Regions from separate parts of the Mus musculus genome. Here region 2 is linked to region 1. The links are chromatin contacts, called in public HiChIP or PLAC-seq maps. All regions are on one chromosome and are shown on one strand. The core of a region is the stretch at or near the end of the contact, and the rest is flanking DNA. Distances in the headings are between cores, read along the strand shown.

The links. HiChIP or PLAC-seq counts read pairs in DNA pulled down with a chosen protein or histone mark.
Region 2: an H3K4me3 HiChIP or PLAC-seq map of stem cell-derived neural progenitor cells shows a contact between it and region 1, with 9 times the contacts expected there. The contact joins the promoter of Tmtc2 here to the promoter of Lrriq1 in region 1. A contact is called at or near these places in 6 of 39 promoter capture datasets (cranial neural crest, frontonasal cranial neural crest, hippocampal neurons and 3 more) and 2 of 115 datasets of contacts at active chromatin or transcription factors (astrocytes and stem cell-derived neural progenitor cells).

Annotation. Positions count from the first base shown.
Region 1 is chr10:103,235,016-103,238,181 of GRCm38.p6, forward strand. Lrriq1 (leucine-rich repeats and IQ motif containing 1) reads right to left here and starts at 1,307. Exons shown (of 26, transcript NM_001163559.2): 1 at 1,261-1,307.
Region 2 is chr10:105,572,565-105,575,891 of GRCm38.p6, forward strand. Tmtc2 (transmembrane and tetratricopeptide repeat containing 2) reads right to left here and starts at 1,915. Exons shown (of 12, transcript NM_177368.4): 1 at 1,103-1,915. The coding sequence starts at 1,185. Gm15663 (predicted gene 15663) reads left to right here and starts at 1,987. Exons shown (of 3, transcript NR_038032.1): 1 at 1,987-3,123.

The sequences.
Region 1 (3,166 bases), core at 57-2,556:
TCTTCTGGTGTGTCTGAAGACAGCTATAGTGTACTCACATATATAAAATAAATAAAGCTTAAAAAACAAACAAACAAAAAAACCCTCACAAACAAAATACATGAAATGGCTTTTTAAGCATCTAAAGCCAATAAGTTAATGTATAAGGGGGACAGAACCTTAACTCAGAGCTGCTGTGTCCAAAGTCAGCGATCCTCTCACCACTAAATTGCTTTCCAGTCCTCTAGCTCATGTGAGCTTCTCCCAGACTATGCACTGTGCCTCGCATTCCCAGCAGTTCTGAGCTCTCACACAAGCTGGAGTAGGCTTTTGGTGATCCAGCTGTCTTTCAGTCATTTCTGTTCCTAAAAATAGCTCATTAACGGTATTCATTTACGGAACTCCAATAAAACTGATTGGTTCACCGAGTTGGATTTGGTTGGCACCCTTATTTTGGTCTGCCATGGATGGACCACCTGCAGTGAGTAGTTTTTTGTTCACATCTCTCCAGGAATAGTGACACACAAGGGAACCACCTGCTTCATACCGTATAAGCACTCTTCTTGTTCTCTAAATCAGACTTGCCACCTACTAAATTATGCCCCACTCAGTATTCCTTTCCTATATAGACTCACCTTACATGTTACCTCATCGGAGTCCTCTCCACACCAAACTGAACTAGTATCTAATAAGCTAAGAGGGTAAAACAAAAACCTGTACTTTCCTCTCCTCTAGCTATGGACATCAGATTTCTTCCTTTCCCACAAGCGATTTCCTGGCCACTTTCTGTGTTGCCTGGGACATGAACACCTAAAGTTTACACCTAGACGCATATGTAAATGTTCGGAAAACAACTTTCTCCTTAGGCTCCTGGTGTCAGGAAGCTTCCTTAGACTACTTCACGCTGGTAGTGAATCACCGAGCTCGCTAATTATCTAAAAGTAGGAAAAGAGTAGGGCTCTCCTAGTCAGCCAGGGAACAGGGAAATGCACCCGTAAAGTAAGAACAACAAAATCATTACATACGGGTAAAGGGGTCGGAGGTGGATGGGAAGAAGAGAACGGACAGTTGAGGTGGGGTGCAGTCAGAGGAGCATGACTGGCTTCTCTTTTGACAGAGCTCGGAGAATCGTTAAAGGAAGGGGCTGGAGTCCCGCGTACTGCGCAGTCCCAGGTCCTTCCAGGAGTCCAGCCTGCAGTGGCCGCTCAGTGACCTGGCGACTGGACTGGGCGCATCCCGATAATCACAGCAGACCCACTCACAGACACCCTCCTCACTCACCAACGCTATCTGGACTTCCTGCAAGACAGCGCCCACAGACGCTCAACAAACCGTAGCCATGGCAACAGCCAATCTGCAGACTGTGGAGCAGCCCTTCCTTACCGGTGCCCTAGCAGGACAAACAACTTTGATTCTACTTTGGAATTAGAATTGCATTTCGGGACCTGGAGGAGGAAATCTTTTTTTTTTTTTTTCTCGAGGTTGCTATTAATACTTATATAGTTTGGTGAATTATTTAATGACGATATGCCTTTTTGTTATAATGATTCAAGTAGAGGTGATTTTGTTTTTGAGCAAAGAACATTTGTCTACTGGATATGTATATAGACACTATATCTTTTACAAAACCTGTGTTTCAAAAGTGATTTTTGACGCAGAGATGTGGAGAAAACGCCAATGAATAGCTTGCTTTCCATGAGAATAGTTTTTTCAAGAATTAAATAATTTCTAGTTATGAATTAATGCCTATCAAAAATTTTAATCCTAGCCTAGTATGATGTAGCAAATTTGAAAACTTATTTCCTATATAATAATATAAAGATTATACAATATTGACAGAAACTACTCAATACAAATCCTGAAGTTCTATGGGTTCAATTTTTAAAACTGTGTCAAAGTGTTTCTTGCAGAGCAACTATATACATTCATAAAATGTATTACTTTAATAAATGATGGTTTACTACAGTCAACCCGTGTCATTCCTGCTGTTTGGCTGTCTAGCAGAAATCTAGACTGGCTGACCCACTCCTCTGGTGGGCTCAAGTTTTCTGCTTTCTTGAGTCTAGATTGTCAAGTAGAAGTGTATATGCAATATGCACTGTGACCCTTGCGGCTAGGGCTGATGGGCCACTGTGTAGCCTGCTGGGTGGTCAGTGCACCTGTGGGGGCAGCGGGAGACTTGCTTCTCTCCCATGGCTGGCAGGGAAACGCCCATCCCAGAGGCCCCTCCCGCAGGTTGTGACTGGAACACAGCAGGCTGCCTTCTTCAGTTAAGTTCAGTCTTTGAAACTGACAATCTTTAAAATGTGAATACTATAACAATATGTTTTCTTGGATTGTTGTCTTTAAAAGGATTTTTGTGAAGCAATTGATTTATCAAAGGAAAAAAATTAAAACCAGAAACACGCCTTGTGGAAATAGATAGATAGATAGATAGATAGATAGATAGATAGATAGATAGATAATGGTTTTATAGTTTGAAGCTTTCAGCAAGGCATTATATTCTAAAAGGAAATATTTTTTTTTTTTCCATTTTTTATTAGGTATTTAGCTCATTTACATTTCCAATGCTATACCAAAAGTCCCCCTTACCCACCCACCCCCACCCCCCTACCCACCCACTCCCCCCCTTTGGCCCTGGTGTTCCCCTGTACCGGGGCACACAAAGTCTGCGTGTCCAATGGGCCTCTCTTTCCAGTGATGGCCGACTAGGCCATCTTTTGATACATATGCAGCTAGAGTCAAGAGCTCAGGGGTACTGGTTAGTTCATAATGTTGTTCCACCTATAGGGTTGAAGATCCCTTTAGCTCCTTGGGTACTTTCTCTAGCTCCTCCATTGGGAGCCCTGTGATCCATCCATTAGCTGACTGTGAGCATCCACTTCTGTGTTTGCTAGGCCCCGGCATAGTCTCACAAGAGACAGCTACATCTGGGTCCTTTCGATAAAATCTTGCTAGTATATGCAATGGTGTCAGCGTTTGGATGCTGATTATGGGGTGGATCCCTGGATATGGCAGTCTCTACATGGTCCATCCTTTCATCTCAGCTCCAAACTTTGTTTCTGTAACTCCTTCCATGGGTGTTTTGTTCCCACTTCTAAGGAGGGGCATAGTGTCCACACTTCAGTCTTCATTTTTCTTGAGTTTCATGTGTTTAGGAAATTGTATCTTATATCGTGGGTATCCT
Region 2 (3,327 bases), core at 665-3,164, 2.3 Mb after region 1:
ATGGTTAATAAGTTTAGCCAGGCATGCCGTTCTCCCCAATATATTTTAATTATGCATCTGTTTTAATTGTAATCAGATTAAGTCACCGGAAAGGCACAAATTGGGAGTTGTCCCTAATGGCTATTGGAGCTTTTCATCAGTTTCTAAACACTAACAATATATTTTAAAAATAGGTAGAGACATCAGCACAAGGGTGATATTTTTCCAAGCATCAATGCAGTTTCTTTGACAACACAATCCGGGTCTCATTAGCCACCCAAACTAACCCAAATACAGAAGACAACTTCTGTCTCCAGGGCGTCTTCTTCTGCAATTAGCACCAGCGAATCACTAATGTCTCATGCAAAACGCCCAAACAGAACTGAAAGCCCACGTTTTTATAAAGGAATTCCCCATGATGCGTGAGCAAGGTTGGGGGAGCGAGAGATACAACCAGCAGCGAGATACAGCTCAAAGTTTACTATCATACACGTCAAAGAGAAAGTTGACTCAGAGTACGCGCGCTCTTTCCTCTATTTGGCAACTGTCATATGTGCGTTTAACTTCGAGAAATCAGTGTCCTATCAATAAAAGGAAACCACACGGGGAGGATCTTCTAGGGGTGCAGAGGTGCTTCCTTCCAGCCCACACGTAAAATCGCTTAATATGCTTTTTCTTTCTTTCTTTCTTTCTTTCTTTCTTTTTTTTTTTTTTTTTTTTTTTTTTTTTTTTGCACCAAGGTATACCAAGGATTGTTATTGGAATTTTTACTTTGGCTGGTTGTTTGTTTAACGTGGGTTCATTAAACAGTCTTCCAAATTGCCTGGATTTCCGCAAAGAAACTTAAGCGCCTGCCAACCAGCAAGAAGCAAGCAAGAACCTGCTGCAAAGTAGGAGCGGAAACTCGTTCGGCCCGCCCAGCGCGCCTGCGTCCGTCCCGGCTGTTTGCTTTAGGTGTTACGGTTTCCGTGTCGCCTAAACCTTCAGGTGCAGATACCTGTCCCCCCAACCCCGCCCCCAAGACGCGCTTCAGCCTGACAGCAAGCAGTACCAGAGCCACCGAGGAGCCCCCACCCCACCCCCGTCGCACCGCAGCCATTGCCCCTTTCTCTCACCCACTTACCTGTCATCGTAGCAGAAATCAGCACTCAGGGTGTTGAGATACAAGGCGAGCCCCAGAGCGCTGCTCACCAACTCTGCAATCATCTCTCCACCGCCTTCCCTCCGGCTTGGCTCCCAGCGCGAGCGCAGCAGCGGCAACAAAAAACAGAAGCATCAATCCCCACCTTCCGCCGCCTTCTCCTCCTTGGCTGCACTTTTCCCCGGCTTCCCCGCCCGCCTCCTCGTCCTCCCTCCTCTCCTTCTTCCGATCCCGGGCTCCTCCTCGGGGCGCCGGGCTCCGCTGTTCCTGCGTGCTCCGGGGGTTGCGGGCTCACACCGCTCTCCCCATACCCGACAACCGCGAGAGGCAAGCGGCGATCGGCTTCACGCCCCCCGGCGGAGAATCGGGGCTTGTCCTTTTCCCGCGGCTCGCGGTCCCCACCCTAACCCATGGCACTTTGGGACGCCCTAAGGTAAAGGACTGCGGAGATAGAAGAGTGCAAGAGGGGGGACCAAAGGGCTGGACAGAGCGAGGATCTGGGACCAGCGGGAGGAAAGGAGAGACAGAGAGAGAGACCGAGAGAGAAAGGGGCGGGTGGGAGGGACGAGGCGAACCGCCTCCCTTCGCCGCCTCCCGGGCGCACGACTCCGGGGCCGTTCGCAGCAACTCGGCCGCCACCGCGGCTGCGGCACATTCACTCTTTATTGGTTCCCTCCCGGACCCCTCTCCAGTGAAGTGAGAAGCGGCGACTGGGGACTCCAAAAGCTCCCGCGTGGGGTTCTCGTCGCGGCCCCACGCGCCTGCGTGGCCAGCCCACCACCCTAAGCTAGCCCGGCCCCTTTCTCCACCCAGATCCTCCCCGCAGACTCCTCCCTGTCTACCCCCACTGGCTGGAGGCTCCGCCCACTCTTCTAGCTGCTCCAGCCTGGTACTCTGGCCCCACTCTCTTCTTCATCTTCCTTCACCTTCTTTTTGACTCTGGAAAGCCTCCCCCAAAGCCCAGGACAAAGATGACTTTTGGAAGATTGCCCAAAACGATAGCTAGAGTGTGCCCTGGGCTCTGGGAGATGGAGGAGAGAGGCGACAGGAGGAGTCAATGGTTTGCCCAGTGCTGCGGGGAGGCGCTTTGCACGCTCTAGATCGCAAGCCAAACGTCTAGTGCCAAGAGCTGTCAGGCAAAAGACTGGTCAGCTGGAGAGACTTCTCGGGACGCGGAGAGGTAGAACAGGTTTGCAGAGCGCTGGCAACCTCGGTTGACACTAAGGATCTATTGCCCCGCGCGCGCGCGATGCGTGAGCTGAATTGGGATGGAAGGGCCTGTTGAAGAGCCAGGGAAGCAGCGTTTAGGAGAGAGTTTTCCGAGGCCACGCCGTGACGGTCGACATTAATATTAGTGGAAAGACGCGTGCCCCGCAGTAAGATCATGAAAAGGGATCCAGGAAATGAAAGAGGAGAGGCAAGAAGGTAAGAAACACCCACGCGTTCCTCAGAAATTGCGTGGGGATGGGTGTCTTTAGTGGTTCAGGACTGTCAAGCTGACTCTGAGACTATAGAAGAGACCACGCTAATGCAACCCTCTACAACGGCATCCTTAAACCCAGCAGAGCGGAAAGCTAATGCCCTTTCCTTTCCGCCCGGATGCAAGACTGGATGGAAGGCATCCAACATGATGAAATACGGTGCAGAAGAATGGTCTGGGCAGAAGGAGCGCTGGGTACTAAAGTTGCATGACCAAAGAGATCCGAGAGCTGTCTGCCACACCCCCTTCCTGCCTGGTTCCCTTTCTGACTGCCCTGGTCGCTCCCTTGGACTATGATGAACACGACTGCAGCGCCCCCTGCTGTGGGGAAGCTACAGGGCACAGAAAACACGTCCTTGCAGGGCTGACTTCCAACTTCCCCTTTTGCACCTAACCAGCAAGCTCTTCAAAGATAATAAGGAAAGTGGACTCCCTGGGTATGTGGCAGCGATCTGAAAAGTTTGAACGCCTGCAGAATAAGGATGTCTGACTTCACAAAGAAATCGTTTGGAAACTGACAAATGTGTGTTCAACCTCCAACAGGCAAATTGTGATTTGATCAAAATATTATGAGCACGTAGGAAGTTCTCAAATAATATATTGAAGATGGTGATTCTTGTTCTTCAGTGCTCCCCGGTATAATGTATTTTTTAAAGTTTTTTTAAAAATCATACCAGTTGCTCCATTCGGATCCTCTCTGACCTTCTTCTGAGCTTATGTATTGATA